Linked DNA regions of Mus musculus: region 1 is linked to region 2. A link is a contact called in public HiChIP or PLAC-seq data. All regions are on one chromosome and are shown on one strand. The core of a region is the stretch at or near the end of the contact, and the rest is flanking DNA. Distances in the headings are between cores, read along the strand shown. Region 1 holds the start of U2af1 (U2 small nuclear ribonucleoprotein auxiliary factor (U2AF) 1). Region 2 has its middle 31 kb from the start of Pde9a.

Evidence for each region. HiChIP or PLAC-seq counts read pairs in DNA pulled down with a chosen protein or histone mark.
Region 1: a contact with region 2 is called in an H3K27ac HiChIP or PLAC-seq map of oligodendrocyte precursor cells, with 5 times the contacts expected there. The contact joins the promoter of U2af1 here to the enhancer-like site in region 2. A contact is called at or near these places in 8 of 39 promoter capture datasets (the C10 cell line, cranial neural crest, embryonic stem cells and 4 more), 1 of 15 datasets of contacts at CTCF or cohesin (embryonic stem cells), 5 of 484 Hi-C or Micro-C datasets (embryonic retina, embryonic stem cells, stem cell-derived epiblast-like cells and 1 more), 4 of 115 datasets of contacts at active chromatin or transcription factors (acute myeloid leukemia, large pre-B cells, memory CD8 T cells and 1 more) and 3 of 9 other capture datasets (adipose tissue, liver and pancreatic islet).

What each region holds. Positions count from the first base shown.
Region 1 is chr17:31,656,927-31,661,161 of GRCm38.p6, reverse strand. It overlaps U2af1 (U2 small nuclear ribonucleoprotein auxiliary factor (U2AF) 1), which reads left to right and starts at 2,408. Exons shown (of 8, transcript NM_024187.4): 1 at 2,408-2,509. The coding sequence starts at 2,466.
Region 2 is chr17:31,353,400-31,357,355 of GRCm38.p6, reverse strand. No RefSeq gene overlaps it. Among named protein-coding and RNA genes, the nearest start is that of Pde9a, 31 kb to the left of the region's middle. Within about 2 kb of position 1,250, at least 28 of the 459 cell types and tissues checked have an H3K27ac peak or open chromatin away from gene starts, as enhancers often do. A contact at or near this core is called in oligodendrocyte precursor cells, where this site is marked.

The DNA of each region.
Region 1 (4,235 bases), core at 1,159-3,658, 300 kb before region 2:
CCTGCCAGCTTCACGGTGCCACCTGTTCCTCTGTTAGCCCTCCCTGCCTCACTAGAAATGGAGCCGGCTGGCACACTGCCTCCTCAGCCCCTAGTGCTTGTTCAAATGATAGTTTTCATGCAGCAGGTTCACAGAAAACCTGCCAGTGTGGTTCTCAGCTGTTTCCGGCGAGGAAGCAGTCCATCCAGGCAGGTTGCTTTACTGCTTTGCACTTTTGCATATTCATGCTCACCTTTAAAGTTCAACTGCTCCTGCTTCTTTGCAGCTTGTCACGGCCAGCTTACTGCTCTCCCTGGCATATGGTAGCATCCTCGTTGCCAGCTCTATTGCTGGCAAAGAGCTTCCCACATGCACTTATAAATTCCATTTATCTGCATTTTTTTTTCCAGACAGGGTTTCTCTGTGTAGCCCTGGCTGTTCGGGACTCACTCTGTAGACAAGGCTGTCTTTGAACTCACAGATATTGCTTGCCTCTGCTTCAGATGTTAGGGTTAAAGGTGTGCACCACCACTGCCTCCCTCTTTTATCTGTATCCTTAAACACAAAACCACTGGGGATTGAGCCTAGAGCCTTATGAATGAATGCTAAGTAAGCATTTGTAGCACTGAGTAGCTCAGCCAACACTCTTCCTTCTTTTTGGAGGGGCTCACTATGTAGATCTGTCTGGTCTGTAATTCTCTATGGAGACCAGGCTGGTCCTTAAACTCATATATATCCACCAGTCTCTGCCTTCCAAACATGGGATAAAAGGTGTGCATTGAGTTTTATATCCTTTAAGAAGAGGGAAGATAAATGACTGGAGAAGTATTGGGGTCTCGTATCACTCACTGATAGATAGATAGATAGATAGATAGATAGATAGATAGATAGATCTTGGCACTGCCTGTGCAAGATCAATACCAGTATTTTATCACTTGCTTCCCAGCTTGCCTTTTAAACTTTTTACATTTGAAGCCAGGTGGTGTTGGTACACACCAGGAAGGCTCAGCACTCAGGACCCAGAGGCGGGTGGATCCCTGTAAGTTTAAGGCCAGCCTGGTCTACAAAGTGAGTTCCGGGACAGCCAGGGCTACACAGAGAAACCCTATCTTGGAAAACAAAACCAACCAGACAAAGAAACAAAACAAAAAGTGGAAAGATGCCTGTATACTTAGAGCCTTGGGAGCCATAGAAGGCCACCAACAGGAATAGATGTCACCAGGTCTGTATTCTTTTAAACTCTCTGTCATGTCAGCTGGAGCAATATTATACCAGCTGTATTAGTTACTTGTAGTTGAGGGAGAGAGAGCCCAGTGATACAATGCATGGCGAAGTATGAAGTGGTTATCCCTGCCCTCACAGACATACCCAGAAGCCTCTTCTCCATAACTCAGAAAAGTGGATTTAAACATTACACCAACCAAGGCTCGGGATGTCATTCAGTTGATAGAGTGCTTGCTTAACATACAGCATCATATAAACCTATTTGGTAGTACACACTGGTAACCCTAGCACTCAGGATGGTAAGAGATTCAGAAGGATCAGAAGTTCAAGGTCATCTGTAGCTGTACATAGTAGCTATGTAGCCTGATGCATACACAAGACCATCCCATGGAGAAACAAAAAACAAAACACGCTCAATAAAACAAACATCGTAGCAGCCTGTGTCTATATATGTGTCACAGGGCTTATTCTTCTAATGTCTCCAAATAAGAGATAAATAGATGTGACAGGGGAAGATGAATGGGTGAGGCATGGATAGTTGGGTAGCTTAATTAGTGAGGGGTGAATGGGCGTGTGGGAAGAAAGAAGGATGAACAAACTAATGGTCTGGTGGACCTGATCGGGTCATTCATCCTGGTTCCAGTAACCAGGTTAACTAGTGAGAGCCTGTGAGGAGACCCCAGCTTCCCACAACCCTCTTCCACGGTTCGTCCTCGGATGGAAGTGGCTCTATAGCCAGAGAGAGCAGATAAAGTCATCCAACCAAGATGACCCCGCAGCCTGGGTCTCTGCCTGAGATAACGGAGATTAGGCTCTGCCTGGAAATTTGGTGACTTGAAGGTGAGCCTTGTGACTGTGAGGATGCTGTGGTTTAAGGCCCTCCAGGAGGCCGGACAGAGCCCCTTATCTACAGCTGCACTGGTGGGAGGCCTGGGACAGGAGGGCCAGCAAGGGGAGAGGGCGCGGTCCCAGCGGCGGGAGCGGGAAACAGCGGTGCTGAGCACGCGCGGAGCGGCTGTCCACAGCCTAAGCCGCAAGCAATGCGCGGGACCCGCCCGGGCGCCAAGGAGTGCGCAGGCGCCAGGGTAGGGGCGGAGCCTCCTCATGCTCTTCGTCCCGCCCCCGCGCTGGCAGCACCTTTCCCAATTGGACAGAGTCGCTACGACGGGTGGGGAGAGCGTCGTCGCGTCGGGTGACGTCTCCGGAGGGACGTCGGCGTAGTCGGCAGCGTCGGCTGCCGTGCCTGAGTCGTCCGCTCGAAAATGGCGGAATACTTGGCCTCCATCTTCGGCACCGAAAAAGACAAGTGAGTAGGGCCGGCCTGCCGGGACTTGGGCTGGGGAGGCGACGGGCAGCGGGTGCCGGTCGAGGCAAGCGGCGGTGACGTCCAGGCGTGGCGGCTGGCTCGGGCCTGGAGACCTCGCGCGGCTCGGCGCCGCCGCCTCGTGGGCCGGGCGGCGGGACTGGCGGGCGGCTCGGGCTGGGCCTCGGCGCCTCGAGCTCCACCGCGGGCGCTCCATGCCGGGTTCTACGCGGGGCCCTGCCCCACGCCGCGCTCCCACTGCTGCCCGGGGCTTCTGTGGCGAAGTAACACGTTTCTTGCAACTTTAGGCTTTGAGTTATCGTGTCGGAAGTGCTGTGGCCCCGTCCTCTCTAGCATTCAGTGCTGGGGCCGACCTTTGGGAGCGGTTTCGACCGAATAAACCTCCTGCCTGCCTAAGCGTTGGCGGACCCGCCTTTCTTTTTAAATTAAGGTTTGCATTTCCGTAGCCAACTGTTAGGGTAAGAGGAAAAGGAATAGCAATATTCCCGCCTGTGGTCGTGTGCTGCGAGGCACATACTCATTTCCGCGTGTCGGCTGAAATTTAGGTTAAGGGGAATGTCTTCGGACACTTTCAAGGATAATTCCTACTTTGAAAACCTAAGGATTTAAGTATCTGGCTTAATCTGCTTCCAGTAAGTAGTCACCATCTTTATGTTTCTGAATCTTGTACAAGGTTTATGCAGATGTCAGTCACGGTGGTAAGCGTTTGCAATAGATAACGTTTTTGGTGCCACATTCTCACTCTTAAAATGTTCTGTTTTCCAGGATGGAGGCTGTCCGATCAGGCACCTTTATACAGTCTTCAGTGTTTGAAAGAGGGGATGTTTCTAAAAGTCTCATGCCTGAATCGGCAGTCACTCAAGAGACATTTAATTGGATGTTAGGTCTAGACCAGTCTTGGAGAATCAGCTGGAATAAAGTCTGGGTTCTCAGGAAGTCATGGAGGAAGGTTGTGCCTTGTGTTAAGGATGACTAAAATACATTAAAGGGACTAGAGAGATGACTCAGTGGTTCAGAGTGTGAACTGCTCTTGAAGAGGCCAGTAGTGTGGTTCCCTGAATCCCCTTTATTGCAATCTGATGTCCTACAACCACCTGTAGTGCCAGATCTTGGGAGATCCATTGCCTCTGGCCGCCACGGGCACCCCTCCCCCTCCCCATATATGTAATTTAAAGTAAAGCCGTTAAAGTACTTTTAAATCAACACTCAAAAGCCAGGTGTGGTGGTACATTTAGTACCAGCACTCTGGAGGCAGAGGTAGGTAGGTGGATCTCTGAGTTCCAGCCTGGTCTACATAACAAGTTCTAGGAAGCAGGACTGGTGATGGCTCAGCAGTTAAGAGCACGGACTGCTCTTCCAGAGGTCCAGAGTTCAATTCCCAGCAACCACATGGTGGCTCAAAACCATATGTAAGGTTCTGGAGTGTCTGAAGACAGCTACAGTGTACTCATATACATTAAATAAAATCTTTAGCCGGGCAGTGGTGGCGCACGCCTTTAATCCCAGCACTTGGGAGGCAGAGCAGGCGGATTTCTGAGTTCCAGGCCAGCCTGGTCTACAAAGTGAGTTCCAGGACATCCAGAGCTATACAGAGAAACCCTGTCTCGGGGGAAAAAAAAATCTTTAAAAAAAAAAAAAAAAAAAGTTCCAGGACCTAGCAACTCTGTCTCAAAAATACATGCAAATTTGCTTGGTGTTATGGAAGAGT
Region 2 (3,956 bases), core at 1-2,500:
AAGGAAGAAAGTAGACATGCTGCCAAGACCCCTTTGACTCAGTCATCTATTAGTAGGATGTTTGGGGTGTTATCTGTAATTGGACAGTGTGTTGAGAACCGGTCTGCGTCAACTTGGCCTGCCCTGGTAGAGGTTACCATTGAGCATGAAGGCAGACTATTGGTGAACAACTCCAGCTTCATGTGGCAAGGTTAAGATGGTACACGAGAAGCTCTGAGACTCAGATGAGGTGCACAGACCCTGCCCAGGGAAGGGCGCAGCCACACGGGGCCATCTCAGTCTAGAGGAGTCAGGGCAAGGGCAAAGGTAGCCTTCTGCTCTCTGATCATGGGGTCACTTTACAGTCTGGCCAAGTGGTATTGACTTTAGAGAATGAGGGAAAGAATGGAATACCCGACAAAATGATTAAAGAAAACTCTGGTCTTAGTTCATGCAGGTAGACCCCCCCCCCCCCAGCTTGCTGGACTTCTGCAGAATAACACGCTCTTTGCTATTGCATACCATTTGAGTCTGGGGTCTCATTGAGGATGGAGAGCCAATGTTCAACCACCTCTTCTAACTCAGCGCTTTATGACAATTCTCAGTAAGGCACAGGCTATGGCCAGAAGAACCCCATCCCCACCCCCACCCCGGCACACACACACCACACGTGCCATGCCCCGTGATGCACACAGATGCTTGTAAATGCCTATAGTTTCGTGGTAAATGCTGCTCTTATTTTTAGCCTTTGGTTGTGATCATTAGACTAATAATACAGAAGAAGATGCTTAAGATGTGGGATGTGCCCAGATGGAGATGGCTGCCGTGTGGCAGGTGCTTATATTTGTCTCGGAAATCTGATCTCTCTGTCCGTTTCTCTTTGCCAGAGTCTGCCTTGCAGTCTTTCCGGGGCTGGGATGAATGTCGCATTTTTCATTTGCATCACGCAGAACATAAAATTGCACCAGAGAAAAAGGTTATTTGACTCAAATAGCTATGCCCAAAGGCAGGGCTTACTCAACTCAAATAGGTACTTTGTTCAGTGAACGGTAGCTTACCCCACCCCCGCCCACAGCTGACTGAGTTAAGGCCTCTCATGGGTGGCTAGGGATGGTGACATACATCTTTAATCCAGAAGAGCCAGGGCCCCACAAAAAGACCCTGTCACAAGACAAAACACAGAAACAAAAAGATTCCTCAAGGCCAGCTCCTCTCAGCTCGCCTCACAGTGAACAACTGTGTGCTCTGTTAGGTCACAGATACAGTGTGAGAGTTCCATCTTTGTGGGGTTCCTGAATAGATTTTTCCATTAAGAGTGGGTAAAGACAGTGGCTGGGAATGCTTGTTCATTGTTTATGTACGCTGCTAGCTTACAGGCCATTCCACTAGGCTCCTCCCAGGGACCTAGCAACCCAGGTGCACCAGGTGTGGGCTGCATATAAAAAGGACTGCCAGCCACCCCCACCCCATCTCTCTCTCTCTCTCTCTCCTCCCTCCCTTCCTCCTTCTCCCCCCCTCCCCGCCTTCTCCCCTCTCCCTTTCTCCCTCCCCCTCTCCCTCTCCCCCTCTCCCCCTCCCTTCCCCACGTTCTCATTCCCTCCTCCCATTTTCTGTCTTCTGCATCTCCCCTTATCTGCCCTCATATACTCTGCCCCCACCCCCGTTCATCTGCCTGTCCACACGTCCACTCATCTGCTGCTACCCCATCCCAGATCCTCACTCTCCTCCCCTAATAAACCCCTTTATAATAGATCTCTTGCACGGCTTAAATTGCTCAGGGGCACACCTTGGCGTGGGCCTGCCAGGTACACCCTTCGCCATATTATATTTCATAATATACACTCTCATGAATTCTCTGCTAGATCCTGCTGGGAACGGGGCCTCAGCAATTTACATAGAGCAAATCATCATATATTTAAGTGCCCTGTACCCCGGATGCACCTCAATGAGGACTCAAAGAGGGTTTTTTTTTTTTTTCAGTCGACTCCTGTCTGAAACCCACTTCACAGGGCCATTAAAAAGTCCTTTAGTATTCTTTGCAAAAAAAAAAAAAAACTCTTTCAGGGAAATATTCGTATGTTTGGGAAAATATTCACGATATGCTGGGAAAGTTATGTGCTGTGAGGGAGTCATTAGAGCTGAGTTGAACTGCAACACCCACAGTGATTCCTGTGTGTGGGAAGCTGTCAAGGGCAGTTTTCCCTGAGCCCGACAGACAGTGGTGACTGCCTCCTCCAGATGGAGAGATTGAAGGCAGTCCCGTGGTGGTCGGGGAAACTAGAAAATGAGAGCTAACCACTCAGCACATCAATACCCTGTTCCTGTCTGGAAAGAGTTACCCGCGTGCTGTGACTGAGGTAGTAGCTGCATGTTGGGGTTACCTGATAACTGTGCAGTCAAGAGTACCTGTTATGGTTTGTCTATGCTGGGCCCAGGGAGTGGCACTATTAGAAGGCCTGGCCTTGTTGGAGTGGGTGTGGCCTTGTTTGAGTGGGCGTGGCCTTGTTGGAGTGGGTGTGTCACTGTGGGTGTAGACTTTAAGACCCTCATCCCAGCTGCTTGGTAGTCAGTGTTTTGCTAGCAGCCTTCAGATGAAGATGTAGAACTCTCAGCTCCTCCTGCACCATGCCTGCCTGGATGCTGCCATGTTCCTGCCTTGATGATAATGGACTGAACCTCTGAACCTGTAAGCCAGCTCCAATTAAATGTTGTCCTTTATAAGAGTTGCCTTGGTCATGGTGTCTGTTCATAGCAGTAAGACCCTAACTAAGACAGTACCTGTCAGGTATATTGTTGGCAAGGTCCTGTCAGGTATACAGTTGGGGGTACCTGGTAGGACCCCTCACAAAGGAGATTAGGACTCCAACAAGAGGCTCAAGAGGGATTAATTATCCCTTCTACGTGGCACTGTCACAATCTTCCACAGACTGACCGTTTGGCTAAATGAGTGGCCTTTCCTTGTGGCTCTTCTGCCATGAAGATGCTATGGCTTCTGCCTCATATCCTACATGTTAGGCCAGCTTAATGAGAAGTCACCTTCTCCACTGTCTGCAGTCACCATGGCCGAAGTGATTCTTGTGTTAGTTAATCTTGGCTCTCAACTTGATTGGATTTTTAAATCAGCACAGAAATACACCTTTGTGTGTGCACACAAGGGGGTTTCCAAAAAGGTCTTGCTGCCGAGGGAAGACCCACCCTGCTTTGGGGATCCACCATCCCACAGACTGGGACACTGGCTTCATCTCTCTCTGCTTCCTAACTGCAGACACAGTGTGACCACCCTTGGCACCCTGCCTCCATCACCGCCATAGATTGTCTCCTGAAACTGAGCCACAATAAATCTTTCCTTCTTTACAATGCCTTTGTCAGAGTAAGGAGAAAAGCAATCCATACTTTCTCTCAGAATGTCAGCTAGGCAGTGACCTGTGAGTAGAATGGCACAGGAAACTGACTACTGTCTACCTCAGAAGACCACATGTGTCCTTTGGGGGTCCCAGGACAATTGACCATTATTAGATTATCACCTAGGGCTGGAGGGCAGAAGTCCTACAGAGAGATGTATACAGTCAGAAAAGATAGTCTCTTACCTGCTCAGACCCCTGGAATCCCTTCACACATGCCCACATACACATATACACACAGGCTTACATTTTTGAGGGTGTCCAGATCCAAACCCAGGGCCTCATGAATGCTAGACAAGCACCCTACTATCAGAGCTACCTCCCCATCCCTATCCTGACTAGATTTTACAGGCAGGTACCTGCAGGGCTGACTCTGGTCCCTCCTGTGGGCACCTGAGGCTCACATAATGAAAGCCCACCAAGTTCCTTTGGCTCATGGCTGGGGGCCCAGGGATTTGAATCAATGGCTCCTCCTTTCTGGCCTGGATTCCCTGGCTGCTCTGTGTTTGCCTGCAATCCCGCCATTCAAGGACTGCTTGCAGACTTGAGTGGGAGCCACAGGGTAGCACATCTCCA